2 separate regions of the Zea mays genome follow, and region 1 is linked to region 2. The links are chromatin contacts, called in public Hi-C maps. All regions are on one chromosome and are shown on one strand. The core of a region is the stretch at or near the end of the contact, and the rest is flanking DNA. Distances in the headings are between cores, read along the strand shown. Region 1 holds the start of LOC100856957 (glutathione S-transferase GSTU6). Region 2 holds the start of LOC100191626.

Region 1 (4,133 bases), core at 1,185-3,684, 180 kb after region 2:
GTGGTAGATACATCGAACCTCGACCTATAAAACTATATTGTACACCCTAAACTTTGTGAAAACAGATAAATAAGCCTCTCTAGTGGTTTTGGTGTCCCGTTTTACATGTGTGGTGGTCTAAGCTGGCTCTCCTTGACACCGTGGCACTTGGTCTTTGCATGTTAGCGGCACAACACCGTGAAGAACATCGAGCGCAGTCACAAGAACCCACACTAGGTGTCCTCGACATGGCGGCGCTCGTCGAGGCACAGGGGTCATCGAGACGTGGTGGCCTCGACGCGGTAGGAAGAAGACACCATGGTAGTATTGTGGCTGTGTAGCGGTGGTAGTGGAAGCAAAAGGATAGCGGCCCTTGCTGATCGCGCATGATGGAGCAGCGGCAACGAGGAGCTATATGGGGTTGCTGGCGATCGTTGTGATGTCAACGAGCATTATCCCCATCTCCTACCCACTCCAACGCTGCTAGAAGTGGACCTCAAGGTGAAAATCCTCTACAAAGATGACGAAGCAGTAGACAAAGTAGTTTAACTGTTAGAGATTAATTTATTTTTAGTTCTTTAAACAAATTAAATAATGTATTATTTTAATTTTTAGGAAACTTTTTATTTGCATCTATCTTGGAGGTAGGGACGAAATCAAAAAAAAATAGGAAGAACTAAACTAAATCGATAGAGTATAGGATCATTCTAAATTTATATTTTGTGTATTTTAAATTATAGGAGAGACTCTAATAAAGCTAAAGCTATATGGGCTCGGAGGTGGTAGATGGAGTCCGGCCCGGTCCACCGTGTCTCTGTCCCCGTATTTTTTTGTATTTTAACCATTTTTTTGAAAAATGCTCACCTCTAAATGACTTAATCTCGTTTTTTTGGATTTTTTGCTCGGCGCCAAAGGTTGTGGCGCCGAGGTAACACGGCTCGGCGTCACAGACCTTGGCGCCGAGGTGCGTTCTTGGCTAGCAACAACAGGCTGACGCGGTGTCGACGTGGTCGAGCTCGGTGCCATAATTCATGGCGCCGATGTCCGGTCAAACATAAAAGTGTAACAATAGGTAGCACTCACACTCAGCGGTTGTCATTTTTTACCCCAGCGGAGATCTTCCAGAATTAAATGGTAAAAATACACGAGGAGGCGCATGCGACCATGGGATCGAGCAACTTGCATGTGTGCCAGTGCTAGGACGATGCATGTTGCTTCCTCGGCGCAAGCTAAGGCGTTGCATGCGTTTATCCGACAGACAGACAGACACACGCAGACGATGTACCGGCGACCAAACATGGGAAAGACTAGTTAATACTAACTGCTGGATGCAGCTCGGTCGGCAGCTGCTTCACGCTAGGTGTATATGCAATTGCTAAAGTAGTACACACCAGCATGCAGTTGTACTGCTCATGTTTGACTGATCAGCCAAAAATTTCATCGTCCTGTCAAGATCAACCACACATTTTTGTTTGTTATATGGCGATGATTATTCACTGTTCATGATTTGAGACTGAACCCTTGTTTATGTGTTGACCGACTGCATAATCTCTTAGCTCAAAAAAATTAAATTTCACTGGTGGTCATCAGTTTGACGATCGTTTCGGTTGATTTTGATCGGACCTCGGCGCCATAAATCATGGTGCCGAGTTTAGCCACGTCAACGCTGCGTCAGCCTGTCGTTGCCAGCGAAGGACACACCTCGGCGCTAAAATTTATGGCGCTGAGCCGTGTTACCTCGTCGCCACAGCTTTTGGCCCCGAGCAAAGTGTTCAAAATCGAAATTAAGGGCCCGTTTGGCACAGCTCCAGCTCCTGATTCTAAGCGAGGATCTGGAGGAGCCGTGCCAAACGGGTATTTTTTAAAACTGATTCTCGTGTGGAGCCGAAAGATCGGGAGTCGTTTTTGTGAAGAAAGGTGGGATCTAAAAAAACCTGCTCTACCCTCCCTTAAAACAGCTCCTCAACCAACCAAATATAGATCTCCCCTTAAAGTTTGATCGAAATTACCCGCAATTGCCATTGGACAAAAACATAACGAGCCAATTTATGGATTAAACATTTGAGACCATTTTATGCACTACTATGATGGGAATATTTTATATGTTATTTTTTCATATTTTTTCCCCGTATATGCATCCTACTTATTGATTTGTAATAAAGTTGAACTGCAAAGAGTAAAACAGACAATCGCCACAGACCACCAACTCTCAGAAGACAAGAATCAGTTTACTTGCCAAACGGTTTTAAAAATGATTCTGATTTTCTAGGAGAATCAGGAGGATCAGCTCCTCACAAGGATCAAGATCTAGAGCTAAAGAAGCAGGAGCTGGAGCTTTGCCAAACGGGCCCTAAGTTATTCAAAGATCTAAACGTGAGAATTTTTCAAGAAAAGGGTCCAAATAAAAAAAATTACGGCCTCCGTCCCTGCTTGGAGCCCAAGCCGTGCCAACAAAGCGCGCCCGCCGACTAGCAACGTCGGTTCACCAATCAACGATTCAAAGTTGACTGGTCAACTCAGCTCGTTAAATATATGGTCGCTCGGCGCTCGCCCAGTCGCCCCTTCCGCTCGACGCAAATCGTGAAACAGTTTAGAATTTCCAACGAAAGTCCTACGAGCCTGCGAGTGCTAAACTGCTAACTGCTAAGACTGCAATGGCGGCCGGAGGCGAGCTGCAGCTGCTGAGCTCATGGTACAGCCCCTACGTGATCCGCGCCAAGGTGGCGCTGGGGCTGAAGGGGCTCATCTACGAGTTCATCGAGGAGGACCTCTTCAGCAAGAGCGACCTGCTGCTGAAGCTCAACCCGGTGCACAAGAAGGTGCCCGTCCTGGTCCACGGCGGCCGCCCCGTGTGCGAGTCGCTCGTCATCGTGCAGTACGTCGACGAGACCTGGGCAGCAGGCACCGGGACCCCTCTCCTTCCTGCCGACGCCCACGACCGCGCCACGGCTCGCTTCTGGGCAGCCTACGTCGACGACAAGGTAATAATAGTGCAGAGCGAGGCCGGCCGCAAGCTAACCTTGCTTCTTTGCGCTAGTTCTAGTTGACACCGAATGGTTCTGCGCTATTTATGCAGTTCTGCAAGGAGTGGATCAAACTGTACAGGTCGACGACGGCGGAGAAGGCGGCGGAGGCGCTCGGCGGCGTGGTCCCCGTGGTGGAGACGCTGGAGCAGGCGTTCAGGGAGTGCTCCAGGGGGAAACCCTTCTTCGGCGGCGACGCCGTCGGGCTCGTGGACATCGCGCTCGGGAGCTTCGTGGTGTGGATCAGGGTGGTGGACGAGGCGGCCGGCGTAAAGCTTCTGGACGAGGCCAAGTTCCCGGCCTTGACGGCGTGGGCGGAGCGCTTCTTGGCGGTGGACGCCGTGAGGGAGGTGATGCCGGACGCTGGAAGGCTGTTGGAGCACTACAAGGGGTTTCTGGCTAAACGGGCTCCACCTTCACCTGCTGGTTACTGATCGCTGTAACAGGAAGCTCAGTGTTCGTGTACTTTTCCGTGCGTTAATAGGTGTGTACTGGGGTTCAAGAAAGGCTTTGATTGTGTCCAGACGAATAAACGGATGTCTTTGGGGGCTAAAATGCTACTGATGATGGTTCTGGCATCATCCGCTCGTACCTGAATCCCATATACGCGCAAGGAAAAGACAATAAAGCCCGAGCCTAATCGGCGTCAGCGCTGACGCCTGAGGTTTAAGATAAAAAAAAGGCAGGCAGCTCGTCATCAGCGATTCCAAACCGTCCACTCGGACAGTCAAAAGGAAACGTCGATGGTCGCTCAAGCTAATCTATTGCATAGTTTATGCATATATCAGCACCCAACGACCGCTCGGTAACAGCTCCGTAATTCTGCAATGGCAGCAGCCAGATTGCATTCTGCGTGGCCCATTCTATTTCTTCGGTTCTTCCTGCCTCAGCAGAGGCAGAGCAACAAGCTTCAGTTACTGGCACGAGTTGACGAGCGGCAGCGGGAGCGGGGTTGCTGCTGGCTGCTGCTGGGGGAGTAGGCGATTGGCTGAGCGCGTACTGCATCTGCATACGGCCATACGGGTGAAGCAGGCGCTGGCGCCTGGCGATGAAGGGGGTGACCGGAGGGAGGACCTGGAGCAGGAGAGCGAGCGGTGCTGTGCTGCGCCGCCGCTGCGCTGCGCCCCGTGC
Region 2 (4,206 bases), core at 1,155-3,654:
GTTTCACCCAATTGTGCCAAAGCATTTGACAACTTTGTCACCAGCTGTGGTTCTTCTGATATACTTGTTCCTACCATGTTCTTATCTGTTATTACTGGAACTTCAGAAATTTGAGGTTGAGAACTGGACATATTCTCAGCAGGAACAGCAATACTTGCTTTTGTTGTAGAACTTTCATCAAAATTAGGATCAGGAGTGATGTCAGACTTGGTGTTAGTTGCAGCTAGTTCTGATTCACGCGTGCTTAGGCCAGCACCACGCACTTCAACAATCCATGTATCAAATCCTTGCATGGACATATGACGAGCAAATGATGCCTGACAGCATTTCATATCAACTACCATCAGGGGTCAAAGGGAAGCCATAACAAGAAAACTATAACCGTGAACAATAATAACAATACAAAGAAAACAGTTAGTCCATCCCATATTATAGGTCGTTTTGTCTTTTTTATGTGCATGGGTTGATAATATACTATGTTTCTAGAGAAGCCAAAACAACCTAGTATAATTTAGAACGGAGGGAGTAAGTAATTCATAATTTCTGTTCTTGAGTGTAACATGTAACCAGAAAGCAACCAAAGCCAGAATTAAGAAATCACAATAAGAATACCATTGTTAATTTATTATACAGAAATTAAAATTATTATAAATAATTCATTTCCTGCTTGTAGAAAAGCAATAACATCATACATGGGCAGCCACTAGGACATTAAGATAGTGCACAAAAGAAACTAACTAGCATGTTGTCGTTTAAGGTTAATTTTCAGCGCTGCTATATACTCCCTCCGTCCACAAATGTTTGTCGCTATGATATTCATAAAGTTTAACTAGATTTATAGAATATATTAGCAATATTTATATCTTCAAATAACTTTACTACAAAAATAGAATCAAAGATCTATCTAATGATACTAATTATGTAATATAAATATTAATATTTTATTATATAAATGTGGTCAAAGTTAAAAATGTTTGGCTCCTCCAAATGTGAGAACGACCAACATTTGTGGATGGAGGGAGTAGCTGGCAAGTTTATATTTCACAAGGGAAAAGTTTTGCCAGTAGCATCCAAACTCCAGCAATAATTATATCAGTTACAGAAATACTCATTTTTTCTCATTAAAGTTCAGTATGCTACATATTTCTTGTTATCACTAAATTCCATTCTACCCCCTTCCAAATTATAATTCACTTTGGTTTTGTCCTAAGTAGCACATTCTTTAGTTTTCATCAAGTTTATAGAAAAAATCACCAACATCTAGAACATCAAATTAGCTTTATTAGATTCTTCATGAAATATGTTTTGACAGAGAATCTGTTCAAAATTGTAGAATTTGATATATTTTTCTAATAACTTGGCCAAAATTTGAAAAGTTTGACTTAGGATAAAGTCAAAGTGAATTATAATTTGGAATTGAGGGAATATATATGAACTTTTATCATTTTGAAGTCGTGTCACTATCTGGTTGGTTGATCTCTCTTTGCCCATTGCACGTGCTACCGATGTATTTCCATTAGAATTTTGTTTGCTCAGAACTAAGCTACTTCTGAATTCAGAACTAAGAAGTTCTACCTGTTCCTTATTTGATTTTCCTTTTTTTTTGGAACAGCAGCAGATTCTGCATTTGGAGCACTAAACAAAGCCAGTTTCTCTATGAGTAGTGTCCTGATTCGCAGCGACTCATAATTCATGACATGTCAAATTTTGTTCACAGAGAACAACTACATACTACACACTATTTGCAGGGTAGTTTATGGAGACACCACACCAGTAGACAATAGCGTCATTATGAACTAGCTCACTGCCTCACTCACCCCAGGCGACAGGTCGAACCCAATGGCGTTCGTGGCCACTCCAGACAGCAGCATCAGCGGGTGATTCCTCTTTGGCGCCTGTGCAAACGAAACCACCACACAGAATCAGCAACAAAAAAACAAGCGAAGCACCACCAATCACATTCCCATATAAGCAGTCATCTATATTAACTCATCACCTCAGGCGGCGGAAGGTACCGCCATAGCGCGAGCCGCCACTCGGTGCCCGGTACGGGCGCGTAGTGCAGCTCGTCGGCCGTGCATGTAGCGGGCTTCTCCGCCACATGCTCGCATGCTGCTGCGGCGGCAGAGGCGATTGATCCCGTTTGCGAGGGCGAGGGCGGCGGCGACGCGCGGGAGGAGGCGAACGCGCGGAACCGCGGAGGTGGCGGGGTCGCGCACGGGGAGGCGCGGGAGGCCCTGGAGGAGGAGAGATGCGCGACGGCAGCAGCCGCGAGGAAGGCGCGGAGGTCGGACGCGTGCGGCAGCCACATGGTGTCGGTCTGCCTCGCTCGATCGGCCTCGGCGGTTGAGACCCTGAGTTCTGGTGTGCGTGTGTCGTCCCCATCCTTTCCTCAATCCTCACCCGTTTTGGTCCGTGCCCGATTCCTTGTGCTCGGTGAACCGAGTATATTTGTTCGATCAACCAGTGGCACCACTAGGCTGAAAAAAAAACTAGAGTCCCGCGAGTCCGCTCGAACTTGAATGGTTTAGAATGGCTCGTGAGTCTCTGGCGAGTCTAAAATCTATTTTTTTTTAGTTCGGCGGAGGGGCAAGTCGAGCTTAAGCCAATTAGTTGTCAAATTAATTAATCTGCAAAATAACAATGAATATTGGATAATTCTATAGATAATAGGGTTATTTCTTAGCTTTTGATGATGAATTTATAATATTTCATAATTTAGATTACTCGTGATATTGAATGATGATTTTATATTCCACTTATATATTATTAATTATTTTATAATGTAATAATATTTATCAGGGTGTGGCTCGCGAGACGAACTGAGGCTCACCTCGTTTCCAATCCTAGGCCTCACACTAATCCCTAACCTAATAACAACTAGTATATAACCTATGTTAATGTTACGATCTTAGTGTTGGGATCATGCTTCGTCGTCGAAGGTCCTGCAGGAAGAAGTTGTCTGTACGTGATGCCGAAGGGTGCCGTTCATGAAGCTTCGGAATTACAAACCGACTTAAAGATAGAATGACCTTTTAGTCCATAAGAGTTTGAGTCGTTGTTGTAAACTTTTATGAGGGGTATGATTGTAATTGCTCACAGGCTATGTCATGTGCCTATAAATAGTGAACATTATTCCTTTACTGTTCAGGCATTCCTGTAATTGTAGTCGCATCACTCGGAAATTATTCTTTGCCAAGGCATAGGTATAAATATATCTAAATATTATATTTGAATATATCAAGTTTATATAATATGTAAATGATGTTGTCTACTCATAATTTACTTGTCTTTAATGCTTTATATCTTGCAGTATTTTATATATTCTCTGAGAATTCAATTACGAAGATTCAACCTTCGTAATTGTGTCATTTTAACCTTCGTCCGAAGTTCATTAAATCCTTGAGGAAATAATGTTTCAGCGGACGAAGGGCATTAACATTTAACATTTTATGTTGTCTTGTTCTTAAAGCATAGCATTTGAGAACAAGTCCCCAACACTTAGGAAGGGAAGCGAAGGGGAGGGATCGACGACGACGATAGCAGCGACAACACGAGGGGAGAGGTTGATGGCGACGACGACGACGACACGAGTGAGGGAGAGGATGGGAGAAGGGATGCGTGGAGAGGCTGAGAGATGAGGGATGATCCAAATAATATTATCCATTAGATTTGAGTGGGTAATGCAGAGTGGGGTATTCAGTTAACTGTATCGTTGGTTTTGATGTTGTGTTAAGTCTGGCTGTAATTTGTTTGATGGATTTAGTGGAGATTACGAGCGTGGAAGTGATTTGGTTGGGTGAGTTTTGCAAAATTTAATATTTTAAAAATGATATAAAAATAACAAATTGTTGAGTTATAGTATGTAGGAAGAGCTAAATAGGAGAATGACTGGAGAACATCTTACTGTTTGGTGACCTCAACTAGTCGTAGCGCGCTAGGCAAATAGTTAAAATAGCCGTTGGAGAGGCTGTCTGGTTGTAACGCCCCGAATTTTTGCAGTTGAATTTTTTCTTTTCTTTACTCGCCAAAATTCGGGCGTTACCTTTCCTTTTCTTTTTCCCTCGCTAAACCTTGACCTTTTCCAAAGTTCTAGCGGGATTCGGTTTGGATTTCCCGTGTAAGAAAAACCCTAAATGCTTTATGTTGCTCGATGCACCATGCCGAACCTTGCATTTCCTTTGATTGCTTTGAAAGTGCAAATGC

What was found. Hi-C and Micro-C count contacts between places; a contact is called where the count stands out from the background.
Region 1: a Hi-C map of tassel shows a contact between it and region 2, with 5 times the contacts expected there. The contact joins the promoter of LOC100856957 here to the promoter of LOC100191626 in region 2. A contact is called at or near these places in 14 of 25 Hi-C or Micro-C datasets (bundle sheath, ear, endosperm and 5 more) and 1 of 3 datasets of contacts at active chromatin or transcription factors (seedling).

The regions. Positions count from the first base shown.
Region 1 is chr3:212,408,177-212,412,309 of Zm-B73-REFERENCE-NAM-5.0, forward strand. LOC100856957 (glutathione S-transferase GSTU6) reads left to right here and starts at 2,435. Exons shown (of 2, transcript NM_001254843.2): 1 at 2,435-2,960; 2 at 3,056-3,552. The coding sequence starts at 2,634. The coding sequence ends at 3,436.
Region 2 is chr3:212,229,572-212,233,777 of Zm-B73-REFERENCE-NAM-5.0, forward strand. LOC100191626 reads right to left here and starts at 2,405. Exons shown (of 10, transcript NM_001137055.3): 1 at 1,997-2,405; 2 at 1,818-1,895; 3 at 1-317. The coding sequence starts at 2,311.